2 separate regions of the Mus musculus genome follow, and region 1 is linked to region 2. A link is a contact called in public promoter capture Hi-C data. All regions are on one chromosome and are shown on one strand. The core of a region is the stretch at or near the end of the contact, and the rest is flanking DNA. Distances in the headings are between cores, read along the strand shown. Region 1 has its middle 21 kb from the start of Lin9. Region 2 holds the start of Gm31728 (predicted gene, 31728).

What was found. Promoter capture Hi-C pulls out the DNA fragments that hold promoters and counts their contacts.
Region 1: a promoter capture Hi-C map of the HPC-7 cell line shows a contact between it and region 2. The contact joins two enhancer-like sites. A contact is called at or near these places in 9 of 39 promoter capture datasets (3T3-L1-derived adipocytes, the HPC-7 cell line, embryonic stem cells and 5 more), 2 of 484 Hi-C or Micro-C datasets (cardiomyocytes and embryonic stem cells), 2 of 115 datasets of contacts at active chromatin or transcription factors (astrocytes and extraembryonic endoderm stem cells) and 1 of 9 other capture datasets (liver).

Annotation. Positions count from the first base shown.
Region 1 is chr1:180,617,056-180,623,807 of GRCm38.p6, reverse strand. No RefSeq gene overlaps it. Among named protein-coding and RNA genes, the nearest start is that of Lin9, 21 kb to the left of the region's middle. Within about 2 kb of position 1,602, at least 5 of the 459 cell types and tissues checked have an H3K27ac peak or open chromatin away from gene starts, as enhancers often do. A contact at or near this core is called in the HPC-7 cell line, where this site is marked.
Region 2 is chr1:180,254,760-180,261,897 of GRCm38.p6, reverse strand. It overlaps Gm31728 (predicted gene, 31728), which reads right to left and starts at 5,493. Exons shown (of 3, transcript NR_168339.1): 1 at 5,334-5,493; 2 at 4,225-4,348. It overlaps Psen2 (presenilin 2), which reads left to right and starts at 5,598. Exons shown (of 11, transcript NM_001128605.1): 1 at 5,598-5,675. Within about 2 kb of position 1,912, at least 3 of the 459 cell types and tissues checked have an H3K27ac peak or open chromatin away from gene starts, as enhancers often do. A contact at or near this core is called in the HPC-7 cell line, where this site is marked.

The DNA of each region.
Region 1 (6,752 bases), core at 353-2,852, 360 kb before region 2:
AGTTCCAGGACAGCCAGAGCTACAGTACAAAGAAACCCTGTCTTGATAAGTCAAAACAAAACAAAAAAAAAGTAGAATACACCTTTAAATCCAGTGCTTTGAAGGCTCTGGGAGGATCTCTATGAGTTCAGATATGTGCATCCAGATATGTCCTCTGTCCCTATCTGATACACTTAATATTGTGTGCACTGTGTGTGCAGTGGGACTCTGGATCCTGCCCATGCTAGGCAAGTGCTCCATCACTGAGCTCCGCTCTGGCCCTTTCCGCGTGGTTTCTGGAGGGCACTTTAGCTGCCAGGGTTTGTAGGTTCATTGCGAGCTAAGAGTGGAAACCAAGCAAGTATGTGCTAACTTTTTGTGTAGTCACCAATTCTGCGAGAGATTCCGATGTGTGGTCATAATTGGGAAACACAGGCTTGAAGTCTGATTGCTCCCGAGTTGAGATGTTTGTGTGGCTGTCAGAAAAACACATGCGGTGAGGAGAGAGAGTGATTGTCAGGCTGGTGAAAAACAGTGTCTGTCTGTCCTGTCCACTCCACCAAAGGCAAAGCACTCATAGGTTCATTGATCGCTGCTCTCTTTCAACAAACACATTTGTGACTCAAGCCTTTAATCCCAGCACTCAGGAGGCAGAAGCAGAGACTCGTGGACTACTAAGTCTGAGTTCTGCAGAGCAAGTTCCGGGACAGCCAGGTCTACACAGAGAAACCTTGTCTCTGAAAATAAGTGTGTGTGGCTCCACAGTGTCCAGATAGGCATGAGAGGGGACAACAAAGCTTCAAAGATGGGACGAGTCAGGAAAAGCACACATCACGGCCAGGCCCAGGGCTTAACTAGGAGAGGCGGGGCAGGCCTGGGGCATAACTAAGGAGAGGCGCGGCAGATTTAATTTGCAGTGCACAAACTCATTAGCTGGACACAGAAGATGGAAGAATACAAAAATAGACAGGATTGTGCCTGTCAGAACACTGTGCCCTGAACAAAGGACAAAAGGAAGGCACAGAAACGCACAACTGCTCCTGATAGATTAAGGCCCACTGAAGAGGGAAGAAAGATTTGTTAATTGAGAAAATACCTCAATCAGACTGGCCCCTAGGCAAGTCTGTAGGGCATTTTCTTGATTAATGGTTGATGTAAGGATCTGACCCACCATGGGCAGTGCCACCCCTGGGCAGATGGATGAGATGACAAAGCCACAGGGAAGCCATGGGAGCAAGCCACCAAGTAGCACTCCTCCGTGGTCTCTACATCACTTCCTGCCTCAGCGGATGGTGACTAAAGGCAAACAAACTCTTTCGTTCCCGAGTTGCTTCTGGTCACAGAGTTTTACCACAGAAATAGGAACCTAGCTATGATAACTACACTATCACTTATCAGAAAAGAAAAATCAAATTGTTTCATTTTGGTGGTTATTTTCTAGACAAATGAATGAATTATAAATGCATATTAATATACTGGCACTCAGCACGGTGATGATCTTTGAGATTGTTTCTAAGCATATATTTTGAGAAATCATACAACTTTTTGGCCAGTGAGATGATTCATGGGTAAAGGCTCCTGCTGCCTATCCCACCTGACAACCTGAGTGACCCCAGAGAGCCACCTAATGGAGGCAATGACAACTTCATGTGTACACCCCACCCCCACAGACACAGACACACACAGAGGCACACACAGGCACACACACACAACTTCTACATGCTGTGGCACATGAATGTATACATTCAAATATAACTCAAGAACACTGTAAATCTAGGTTCCTCCCAGGATTTTAATAACCTCGGTTACAGTCTTCTCATAGCACTGCTGGCACACGTATTCTCAGCAAATGAGAGCAGCCCTATGCCTAGCCACTGGGCACACACAAGCGCCTCCTATAGCAGACTCAGAGCCGTTCAGTTCAGTGGCTCATTCATGCTCCCTGGTGAAGTTCTCCCAAGATGACAGCCCCATACGTTGTGTGGCTTCTCCTTCTGCATTTATTGTATTTCTGGCAAGTAGTTGTGACCCACAACGGCTGGCTTTAGAAAGAATACAGCTGCAGAGAGAAGAGATGCTGGATTTTAGCAGGGATGGAAGAAACTTTCCTGGAACATGGATGGGGGGTGGGGTGGGGTGGGGGATGTCCTCTAACTCCACGGAGGAAATCTTAAACATTTCTTTTGCCTCAGTGTGTCAGCCTGATGTCACTGTAACAGAGTACTGGATAAAGGACTTAAGAAGTACAGAGGATATTATTGGTTCATTGTTCAGAGGTTCAAATCCAAGGTCACATGGTCCTATTAGTTTGGGTTGCTGCAGAAGGTGGCAATGTCACAACAGGAGACAGGATCAGAGCACACTGCTCACAGCTCAAGCCAGAGCAGAAGAATCAGAGACCCTTTTAGGGGCATGTCCCTCAGTGGTCTAAAAACCGGCCATGGGGGTCCTATTTTTTTTAAGGGCTTCTTAAAAGATCACTTACTTATTTTAATTTTATGTGCATTGGTATTTGCCTGGATATATGTTTGTGTGAGTGTGTCTGATACCCTGGAACTGAAATTACAGACAGTTGTGAGCTGCCATGTGGGTGCTGAGAACTGGACCCAGGTCTTCTGGAAGAGCAGCCAGTGCTCTTAACAGCTGAACCATCTCTCCAGCCCCAAAGGCCCCACTTCTTTTTAAAAATGTATGTGTTTGAAGCTGGGCATGGTTTCACGTCAGTACTAGGGAGGCAGAGGCAGGCAGATCTCTGAGTCTGAGGCCACAGATTGAATTCTAGGACAGTCAGGGCTACACAGAGAAACCCAGTATGGGGAGGGTAGGTATGTGTTTGAGGGGTTTTTTGTTTTTTTTTTTGGTTTGTTTGTTTGTTTTTGCCTGTATGTATGTCTGTGCACCAGAAGAGGGCTTTGGATCCCCCTGGGTAGGCCCAACCTTTTAAAAACCCTGGCACTCCCCAATACCACCACCAGGTAGAACTGTTTGCAAGCACGTTTTGTGGCCGCCCAGAATCTGGGGAGAGAAAGAGCATGTGGGAAGGCAAGGTGAGAAAGCTGGGGCTGGATAGAACTGCTTGCTTGCTGCTTCTTACTGCTCTGAACGTGTCAGCTAGCAAGACACAGTTAATGTTCTGTTTAGGACTTGTGATGGTTTGTATGTGCTCAGCCCAGGGAGTAGCACTACTAGGTGTGGCCTTGTTGGAGGAAGTGTGTCACTGGGGGCGTGGGCTTGAATACCCTCACCCTAGCTGCCTAGATGCCAGTCTTCTGTTTGCCTTCCGAACAAGATGTTGAACTCTCAGCTCCTTCTGTGCCATGCCTGCCTGGGCACTGCCATGCTTCCGCCTTGATGATAATGGACTGACCCTCTGAACCTGTAAGCCAGCCTTAATTAAATGTTGTCCTCCTAAGAGTTGCCTTGGTCATGGTGTCTGTTCACAGCAGTAAAACCCTAAGGCAGTACTTATGGAAATAAAAGTATGGGGCTGTCGGGAGGTACATTTGGGAGCCAGGGATATAACTCAGTGAGCAGGGTACATAGCATGCATGCGTCCCAAGGTTCAGTCCCTAGCACTGAAAAAACAGGGCATGGTGGAGTGCAACTGCAGACACAGCCCCTGGGAGGTGAAGGCAGGAAGATCAGTGGTTTAAGGTAATTTTTGGCTACATAACAAGTTTGAGGCTAGTCTGAACTACATAAGACCCTGTCAAGAAACAAGAAGAAAAAGAGAAGCCTGAATGCTAGGCAAGCAGTCTACCATTGAACTATAGTCCTCGTCCCCTGGGAAGCCAAGTCTTGATGGGACCTGGGGAGGATTAGGAGGGAGGGGCAGCCGGGGTTTCCCACCTGTAGCCTTTCTTCAAATTCCCCAAACTCCCCAACAGTGCTTTAGCCTCCTCCATTTGTACCCTCAGTGAACCCCTGTGGATGATTTTGGCAACTTCTAGAGGGGGAGTAATTGTCACACAGCCTACGGCTCTGGCAGAAGATTCTGGCTTATAACAAACCACACTTTCTTTTCTAACAACAGACTCAGTGTCCTGTAAGGTGAGAGATCCAAGCAATGTCCACTTAACTAGTGCTTGGGTTCTGAGTGAAGAACTGCTTTGGCAAAAGTCTGTTCTAAACTCAGTGTTGTTGTTGTGTGTGTTTGCCTGTGTGGGTATGCACTCCTGTGTACATGGATGCATGTGTGTATGTGTGCATCCGTGCATGCATCTGTGGGTACGTCTGTGCGTGCATGTATATATCTGTGCAAGTGTGTGCGTATGTGTGCATGTGTGTGTGCATGTGTGTGTACATGTATGTGTGCATGTGTGTGAGCATGTATGTGTACATGTGCATGTATGTGTGTATGCATGTGTACATGTGTACACGTACAGAGTATGTGCTTGTGCATGTGTGCATGCATGTATACATGTATGCATGCATGTGTCATAGCTCATGGGTGGCAATAAGAAGACATCTTTCAAGAACCTGGTCTTTCCTTCCACTGAGGACTCCAGTCTGGAGTCTTTCTTTCTTTCTTTTTTTCTTTCTTGAGTCTAAGTCTCTCTACATCACCCTGGCTGTCCTGAAACTCACTATGTAGACTAGGATGACCTTAAACTCAGAGATCTGTCTGTCTTTGCCTCTCAAGTGATGGGATTAAAGGATGTGCAATCATGCCTGGCCAGATCTTGGTTCTTAATCTTAGGGCCAAGGGTCCCTGAGAACCTCAGGGAAGGAAAAGACCGTTCCTCTGAAAACTCCCATACTCGCTGAATTGATAATCTATTGACACGTAGAAACCGTCTAGAATTTAGCAACTCATTCTCTCAGTTTCTGTGGCTCAAGAAGTGAAGCAGTGCATTGGGTGACTCTGGCTCAGGGACTGAGGTCAAGGTGTCACCCAAGGTCATAGCCATCTAACAGTAGCTTTTGGCTCCTTAGGGGACATCGGCTGTGTCTAGAGACATCACTGATTATCACTAAGTGGATGGGTGTGCTATCGGCTTCCAGAGGGCAGAGGCAGGCAAAGCACTCAGCTTCTTACTGTGCACAGCACAGCTCCCTGTAACAGAACATTATGCAGCCTATGTGTCAACAGAGGCACTCGAATACCAAGCAAGGCCTTCAGTGTTGAGATCACAATGCGCTCTACCCTGTTACTACATATTGTGTAAAAATGGTGTTTTTTCAGGCTGTGCCTTATCCTAAGAGGATCCATTTTACAAGCAGCTGTGACTCCATTTTGGTGTGAAGAGAGATAACTCAGCACCTTGGCTCAGTCATCCACGACTCCAGTTCTGGGGGAATCTCAAGCCCTTTCATTTTCTTGGTGGGGGTGGAGAGTTCAGACTGGATTTCTCTGTGTAACCATGGCCGTCCTGGAACTTACTATATAGACTAGGCTGGCACTGAAACTCACAGAGATCCCCCAGCCTCTGCCTCCCGGGTGCTGGGATTAAAGGCATGGCCATCACTGCCCAGTCTGATGCCCTCTTCTGACCTTTGGTGACACCAGGGACACACGTAATGCATATACACACATGCAGGCAAAACATTCATACACATAAAATAAAATAGAAAAAGAAGTCTAAAGAGAATAAAAGAGGGCTGGCGAGATGGTCAGTGGTTAAGAGCGCCGACTGTTCTTCCGAAGGTCCAGAGTTCAAATCCCAGCAACCACATGGTGGCTCACAACCATCCGAACGAAGTCTGATGCCCTCTTCTGGAGTGTCTGAAGACAGCTACAGTGTACTTACATATAATAAATAAATAAATCTTAAAAAAAACACTTTCCAAAGAGAATAAAAGAGAGGGTCCAGACAGGGTAGAGTAGGGGCCTTGTCCCTGACACTATTGCAGAATGGGTGATAACAGTGCTTGTAAGCCGGGCGTGGTGGCGCACGCCTTTGATCCCAGCACTTGGGAGGCAGAGGCAGGCAGATTTCTGAGTTCGAGGCCAGTCTGTTCTACAAAATGAGTGCCAGGACAGCCAGGGCTACACAAAGAAACCCTGTCTCGAAAACAAAACAAAACAAAACAAAACAAAAACCAACCAACCAACCAAACAAACAAACCAAACAGTGCTTGTGGCAGGAAGGTGCTGTGGGAAATTAACAGTGAGGTCTGACCTCTACTCCAACCCTGAAATGTAGTGTAGGCAATTCAGAGGGAAAACCCTCAATGTATGTGTTATAACGCTGAGGAGAAGGCTTCCCCGGAGGAAGTGTTACAGTTCTGAGGGGAGAGGTTTCCCCTGTGTAAGTGTTACAGCTCCAAGAGGAAAGGTATCAAGGCCGTCAGGAGCCAAGGATTACCACATACTGAAAAGTCACGCCACACAACAAACCTCACTCAAGAGACTTATTAAGACGCAAGTGGGTGGAGTCCTCAGCTCAGGTGAGAAGCCACAGGGAACTGAGCGGGAGGCAGGGTTTATATAGGGTTTCTTGGGGGTGGAGTTTTCCAGGATGGAGATTTCCAGGGTGGGGATTGGATGAGATTTCAAGCCAAACCCAGGGATTGGTGGAATCTTGAGCTCAGCGATTGGTAGGGGTTGATAGGTTTTCAAACCTGGAAGTAGGCTTGGACCTTTTACCCCACAGGCATCACGCAGCATCCTGATGGAAAAGGCCAGGACTAGGTTGGCAAGGCGAGGTGCAGAGTCGTGCACCAGGCAAAGGTAAGTGAAGAGCATTTAACAATAGCCTAGAGAGAAGATCTGGGCTGTAAGTGAACCATCTTGGGCTCATGGAAGATGAAAGATTTGTAATGTGAACATG
Region 2 (7,138 bases), core at 663-3,162:
CCGCAGATGGCTGCATCATGCTTTGAGTTGGGGCTTTGAGCACTGTCCATCTAGGAGCTGGAGATGGGGTTAATCAATGAGGTCTACGGCATGAAGCCTCCAGGAAATCCTAATCTTTTCAAAGCCCTAAACTAGAGATGGGTAGAACACATCTCAGTGTGTGAGGAGCCATTCGGTCCCTAACACTGGGAGAAAGCAAAAACCCACAAACTGCACAATCCAGAGGGCTTCCAGGCTGGTGAACGCTGGCTTGTGTCAGGAGCATGGTGCAGGGACAAAGAGGCTCATGGGCTCAGGACCACAGCAGGCCTACTGCCCACCCTCACCTGGCTGCTCCTCTCTGTCCTGTGTAATCTTCTCTGTATTAAGCCAGGAGGCAATGTAGTGATCACTCTGCATTCAAACCCTAGGAGGCCAGGGGAACCCCCAATTTGTACCCAAGAGGTGAAATTATCCAAGACTAGAAATTGTCTCTAAAGGAGGGGTAAGTCTCAAGGGACCAAGCCCTTAGTTTGTGAGATCTGCCCTAGCTCCAGATAGCTAGTGTTAGAACTGAATTAAAGTTTCAAGTATAGACCATGACAATTGCTGGGGTCTAGAGGGTCAGATAATTGGTGGTTAGTGTGGAACTCTTCCCTGCCCCCAGTACACACTTGGTGTCAAAGTGTTCTGAGTAGAAGTGAGACCCAGAGAGAGGAAGTCCAGTCACTGAAGACCTTGATGGAGACATTGGAATACCGGCCACTTCCTCTCTCTTTGCTGCCAGGCCACCATGAGTGGAACAGGCTTCTTCTGTCACATGTCTTGGCTCTGTGTCAATATAGGCTCAAGGACAAGTGACTATGGACTCAGACTTCTGATGTCATGAACCTAAGACACTGTCCTCCTTTGAAGTTAATCCTCCCAGACATTTTTCTCTCAGCCCCAGAAAGCTGGTCAGAGCATATGGAAAGCTTCCATGGCCACAGTCGCATAAGCCAGTGTCTGTGAAGGTCTCTGTTTGTTGTAGGAGAGGAAACAGTGTGTAAATCCAAACAGTTTGAGAACTGCTGGCTTAAATGACTGAAAGGATAAGAGCAGACTCCTCAAAAGGAAACAAATGTCCTCCTCAGAGAAGCAAAATCATCCAACGGCGTGGAGAAAAGGATGGTCACGCAGTGTCCTGATGACAAGAAAGTGTCACCAGGTGACCTGAGTATAATCCTACAGGTGATGGCTGCCAATGCCCAGACTTACTGGCAAAGCCCTAATCTATATATTACACAAATTTCTCTAAAGTAGAATTGATTCTCTATCTATCTATCTATCTATCTATCTATCTATCTATCTATCCATCCATCCATCCATCTATCTATATGTACATTATATATGTATGTTTATATATGTATACATTCTATATGTATGTTTATGTATGTGCATATTTATATCTAAATATAATATAGATAGATGGTATATGTGAATATATGCATGTGTATACACACACATATACATACATAATTATTATCAGCAGGACTTAAGATTAACCTAGAGAATCAGAGAAAGACAGGGAAGCCAGTAGCTGCTTAGACTTGAAAGCCTTTGAGTAGTCATGCCCCACAGGTTGAGGACAAGGAGGCCCAGTGTATAGCCCTAGTCCAAGAACTGGAAATGCCCCTTGAGCATCCCATGCCTGTCCACATGCAAAGGCTGAAGAGTCAGATTTCCTTAGCACAGCAGCAAAACAACCATACCTGTTCATGACTGGGAGAGCATGCCTGTGGATGAGCTTGACCCTCTCTTTGCCTTTCCACTCCTCCCAGGACCCCATCCTATTACACAATGCTGTCCTCAATCAGGGCGGTTCTTCCCCACACACTCTGCAGACCCACATGTCAATCATCTCTGGAAATACCACAGAAGACATATCCCAGAAGTATGCTTTGTAGATATCTCAAGTGTCACTCAGGGCAGTGAAGCAGATAACCAACATTAGCCCTCATACCCTAGCAAGGAAAGATAAGCTTTAGCGTATCTACCTCAAGACTGATGTAACAAGGGATGCATGGCTAATGTCTGTCTGGAGGCTGGGGGTTCCTGACAGCCTGGCTCCCTTCTCTGGAGCCCCCCTGACTTAGTTTCATTGCTGTGAAGAGACACCATGACCATGGCAACTCTTATAAAAGAAATATTTAATTGGGGCTGGCTAACAGGTTCAGAGGTTTAGTCTACTCTCTGCATGGTAGAGTGTATGGCAATGTGCAGGCAGTGAGGACACTGTCTTCCACAGTCAGGAAGAGGCCCTGTCACACTGGCCAGACTTGAGCATGATAATATTGTACCTGTTTCTATTCTAATGCTAATTGGGTCCCCCAAAACTGCACAAGAGGGTCTGCATGTGGCTTCTGGGAACCTGCCCCCAGTTCATTTTGATTGGTAAATAAAGATGTCAGCAGCCAATAGCTGCTGGGGAAGAGAGATAGAGGTAGGATTTAGGGTTGGGACCCTGAAGAAGAGGGGAGAGGAGACTCTATGCTTTAGGAGTGTGTGCAGGAGAGGAGAGAAGAGAGTGGCCCTGAAGGGTAAAAACATGCAGGAAGAAGAAGCAGAGCAGCCATGTAAAGGGGCCAAGAGAACATGGCCCAGAGGGTTGCTCAACTGGGTCAAGAGCAGCCAAGATGGAATATAGAAATTAGTAAACTAGTAACTCAGAGTTATCGGTGGGAGGTAGATTCCAACAACATGAAGTTAGGCAGCTTCCCAGCTATTGAGCTGCTTAAGGTATATTAAAATATAAAGGCTCTGTGTGTGTGTGTGTGTGTCTTTCATTCGGGAACATAAACCATTGAGGTGGGAAGCAACCCTGTAACAGGATTTATTAATTAATTTTGCTACATATATGAGACCTCAGAGGCTCACCTCCACAGTGATACACTTCCTCTAACAAGGCCACACCTCCTCCAATAAGGGCACTCCTCTTATAGTGGCACTTCTCATGGGCCAAGCATATTCAAACCACCACACCTCCGACTGAGACTATTCTGACACAGAATGGGGCTCCCTGTGACTCAGAGAGCAGCTCCTTTAGGCAATACTCTGTCCACCACTGCTAGAACCCATTTGCTCATCTGTTCATCTACCTCGTGAGAAGCAAGGCTTCCAACTTCCCACATTCCCCCCAACGCCCACCCAGATCCTCATATAATAAAATTCTCAATGAGAGGCTAAGGCTAGAGGGTCATTAGTTCGAGATCAGCCTTGGCAACATTATGAGACCCATATAGCATTCTTAAAAGAAAAATAAAATTACCCAAAGGGGTATTAGAAAAAAAAAGATGAACACATGATTTTCTTCTACTTATTTCTTTTTGTATTTTACGAAGTCTAAACATTAAAAAATACCTAATTTTTAAAATAACTGCCACCCAAAATATAAATATGTAACTAAAAATTTTATAAAAGTCCAACAAAGAAAGTGTTGCCCAGAACCTAAGATGCTAAATACCCAGATCAGACTAGGCGAGGCTACACTGCAGTAGCAGATAACTGCTCAGTCTTTGGGAACTGTTTTATTACTTATGTTCTGCATATGCTGAAGTCTTAATGCTTTTTTGTCCCTTCAAAGTTGCTGTGCTAAAATACAAACCCCCATGGTTATAGGTTAAGAGGTGGAGCCTTGGGGCAGTGATCAGCCCACAGGAACACAGGCCTCATGGATGAGATCAACAAGAGGGAGATTTCAGACCTAGGTCTACTGATTCTGCGCTGTCTGCCACGTAGTCATCATAGAAGGATACTATATAAGACTACCTATAAACTAGGACGCAAGTCCTCTCCAGACAGTAAGCCTGCTAAGGTCTTGATCTTGGGCTACCCAGCCTCCAGAACAGCGGAAAAACACATTTCTATTGTTATAAGTTGCCTGCCTCTGGTGGTTTATTATAGCAGCCTGAATGGACTGAGACAGTGGCCTGTCTGTGTTAGTTGTAAGTCCTGTTCAATAGAGAAGCCTCCATTACAGCACAATTGGGCTTTTTCAAGTGTGGTGAGCATGCCCAGGTCCAGAACTTCTGTCCACAACTTCCACATGATAAGAGTCATCTGTAGTAGAGAAGGATGGTGCCCCTACAGGGGGAGGGACAGTGGACATGAGGAGTACTATGGGCTATCATTTCAATGTCAAACAGAACAAAATGAAACCCACACCACCTCAAGCCGAGAAGGGAGGCAGAGGAAGGAAACACTTACTGTCTGTTCAGGATCCACGCTGCCCCCTGCCCCCTCATTTCTCTGTAATGTGCCATGTTCCTCTGAAGGCCCTCACACTATCCTTTCACAGATGAGGAAACCGAGGCCCAGCAAGGGTAAGGAACTGCAACAGACAAGCAGAAGAGGGAGATTTCGGACCTCCGTTCATGCGTCTATGCTATCTGCCAGGTAGAACCCACTTTCTCAATTGTGTTAAGGAAAAAATTCAAGATGTTGAGCTAAGTCCACAGACTCAGAAGTAGGTTGGTGTCTAACAGGGTCAGGGAGAGGGACAGGAAACCTTTCAATTATACAACTGCCTTTTATTTTTTAAGCAATGGGCTGTTTTACAATCACACAAGCCAGATTGGCACACATTGAAGTCACTAAATACCTTAAATTAAAATGATTACTTTTTTGCAGTGATGGTGGTGGTGAAGACATGGTCTCTATATAGCCTGGCTGTCCTGGAACTCACTCTGTAAACCAGGCTGGCCTTGAACTCAGAGATGTGCCTGTCTCTGCCTTTCCGGTGCTGGGATTAAAGGTGTACACACTGCCCAGCCGTATTTTTTTCTTTTAAAGACAAGGTCTAATGTGTCCCAGGCTGGCCTCGAACTTGCTATGTAACTAGGAATGACCTTGGACTTCTAGTGACAGGATTACTCAGCCATGCATACACCAGAATTGAGTATTAAACTCAGGGTTTCCTGCATGCTAGGCAGGCACTTAGTTGAACTACATCCCCAGCCCTACAATGACAATTTTATGTTATACGAATTTCACAGTAATTAAAGGAGAAATAAAGCTACATGAGATAATGACAACTGTGGCAAATTGTTGACAATTTCAACTCACTCCACAGACCGATCCTGCGATCACAACCCCTCCCTGCCCTCACCCCGAGGCTGATTCCTAGATCTCGTTGCAATTTTATCCCAGTTCATATTTACCCAGAGCTCCCCATGTATGTCGCGGAAGCACTCTGGAAAAAATCAATCAGGAGAAGGCTCCCGATGTTAGCTTACTTTAGACTCCATTTTAAAGTGCATGAAACCGGAGGAGGGAGGGGCAGCAGAGGCTCCTGAAATCACAAAGCAAATACCCACCCCTTGTCCCAGTGGCGCTGCCAGGCCCCTAAGAAAAGGCACTAGCCAACTTCAGATTTCAATGTCAGTATGATGCTGCGGTCTCCAGGGCAAGACACAGCGAAGGCCTGCACCTTCTGCACCCAGTGTTTTCCTGTAAACCGACGATGAAGGCGCAAGTGCACAGGGGAACCTGGCACCGCCCAAGGGACGGGACAGGGGCGGAGCCAGGAAGTGGGCGTGTCCCCCACCGGGGGCGTGTCTGAGGCGCTGGCGAACCGGGGCAGTGGGCGGGGCCGGCGCTAGCCCAGGAGAGGCGCTCCGCCCGCGGCGTAAACTCTACCCCGCGCCGCGGCGGAGCAGGTGAGCGGAGGGCGGGGGCTGGGTGTGTGCGGCCGGGTACCTGTCACCGATCGCGGGTAGCCGGCAGCATGGAGAGCCCGGATGCAGCGAGGCCCTTCGTGCGCACGCCCCTGACCGCTGCTTCCGTTGCCCTCCCGGGGCATCAGGGTCTGGGCTCCAAGCTGCGGCCCCTGCGGCGATCTCGGCCTCTGCGGCCGGCTCAGGGGCGAGGAGAAAGTGCTGGGGAGGCAGCAGTGCGGCCGGCCCAGAACTGGGGCTTGGAAGGAGCGTAGGGTGCAGCTCTGGGCCTCTGGCCGCGTCCGGGTGCCCTCGCGTCCCTTCCTGCCTCCAGAACCCCAGGCGCGGAGTGAGGTGTTAAAGGGCCAGTGCACGTGGGTCTCACCGCTGTGTTCACCAGGCATTTTGGTCCCTGCTACCCAGGCTCTGACCTGGTCTACCTGGGCTCTGCTACAGATGGGAGTAAGAACTTCTTCCTGTATGAGGAGCGAGGCGCCCAACAGGGCCTGAGGCAGGCGTTCTGTTACCAGCTGTGTTCAGTGTTTTGTAAATCCCTTAAGGCAGTAGGGAGACGCCCAGAATCAAGCCTCTGAACCGAAGGAACTCGGCAAAGCAAGAGCTAGTTGCCACTGAATTATACTGATGAAGAAACTGCGCCTAGGGCTGAGGATGTAGCTGTGTGGTAGAGTGTTGTTAGCCAAGCATGCATGCGGCCGGCCAGGAGAGGAAAAGGAGGGTGAGAAGAACAACTCCCAGAACTAAAAAGTGCGGTTGCCCAAGGTCTCCTGTGTAAGATACAGGGAAACCAGGCTTAGAGCCTGCTGCCTGGGCCTCTGTTTCTGCTATCCAGACATAAGTCCTTTGCCAGTTAAATGAAATGTCCTAGCACCTCTGCTTAGGGATTTTTCTTTAAAGATATGAATGGTTGTGAAATGACTGCATCCATTTACTGATGGAGGATTAGAGAGCCTCAAAATCAGAACAGATGCAGACCAATTTAACTCCGTCCCCAGAATAGTCTCTTGGAGTCAGAGAGACGCAACCATTCAGAATAGGTGCACCTGCTGGCTGTATAGTCCCTCTGTGGACACCTAAGCCTCTCAGGCCTTCAGCCAAGACTTTGGGCAGTAATTAAAGGCTCTGTATAAGTTGCTTCAGGTGTGTAAGCTTCAAGTTTTCCTTTAGGTGTGGGTGGCTCTGTGGAAGCCTGAGAAACAGAAGCAGATCCTGTGTTTTCCGTTGGTGAAGGGGCCAGCATCCCGACTTTAGCCTAGAGGTGACCGTCTGGGTTCATTCCTTGGCTCCCAGGACAGTGGCTAGAATCAGGTGGGCAGGGATAGAGTGAAGAATGGCAGAGGTGCAGGATGGGAAGGAAGCTGACAGAAAGTAGGTGTGGGTGAGTGGAGGTGCGGACTGAGCTGGAAGCCGGGTCCGGTTTGGAGAACTATCTCCTACTATGTAGACAT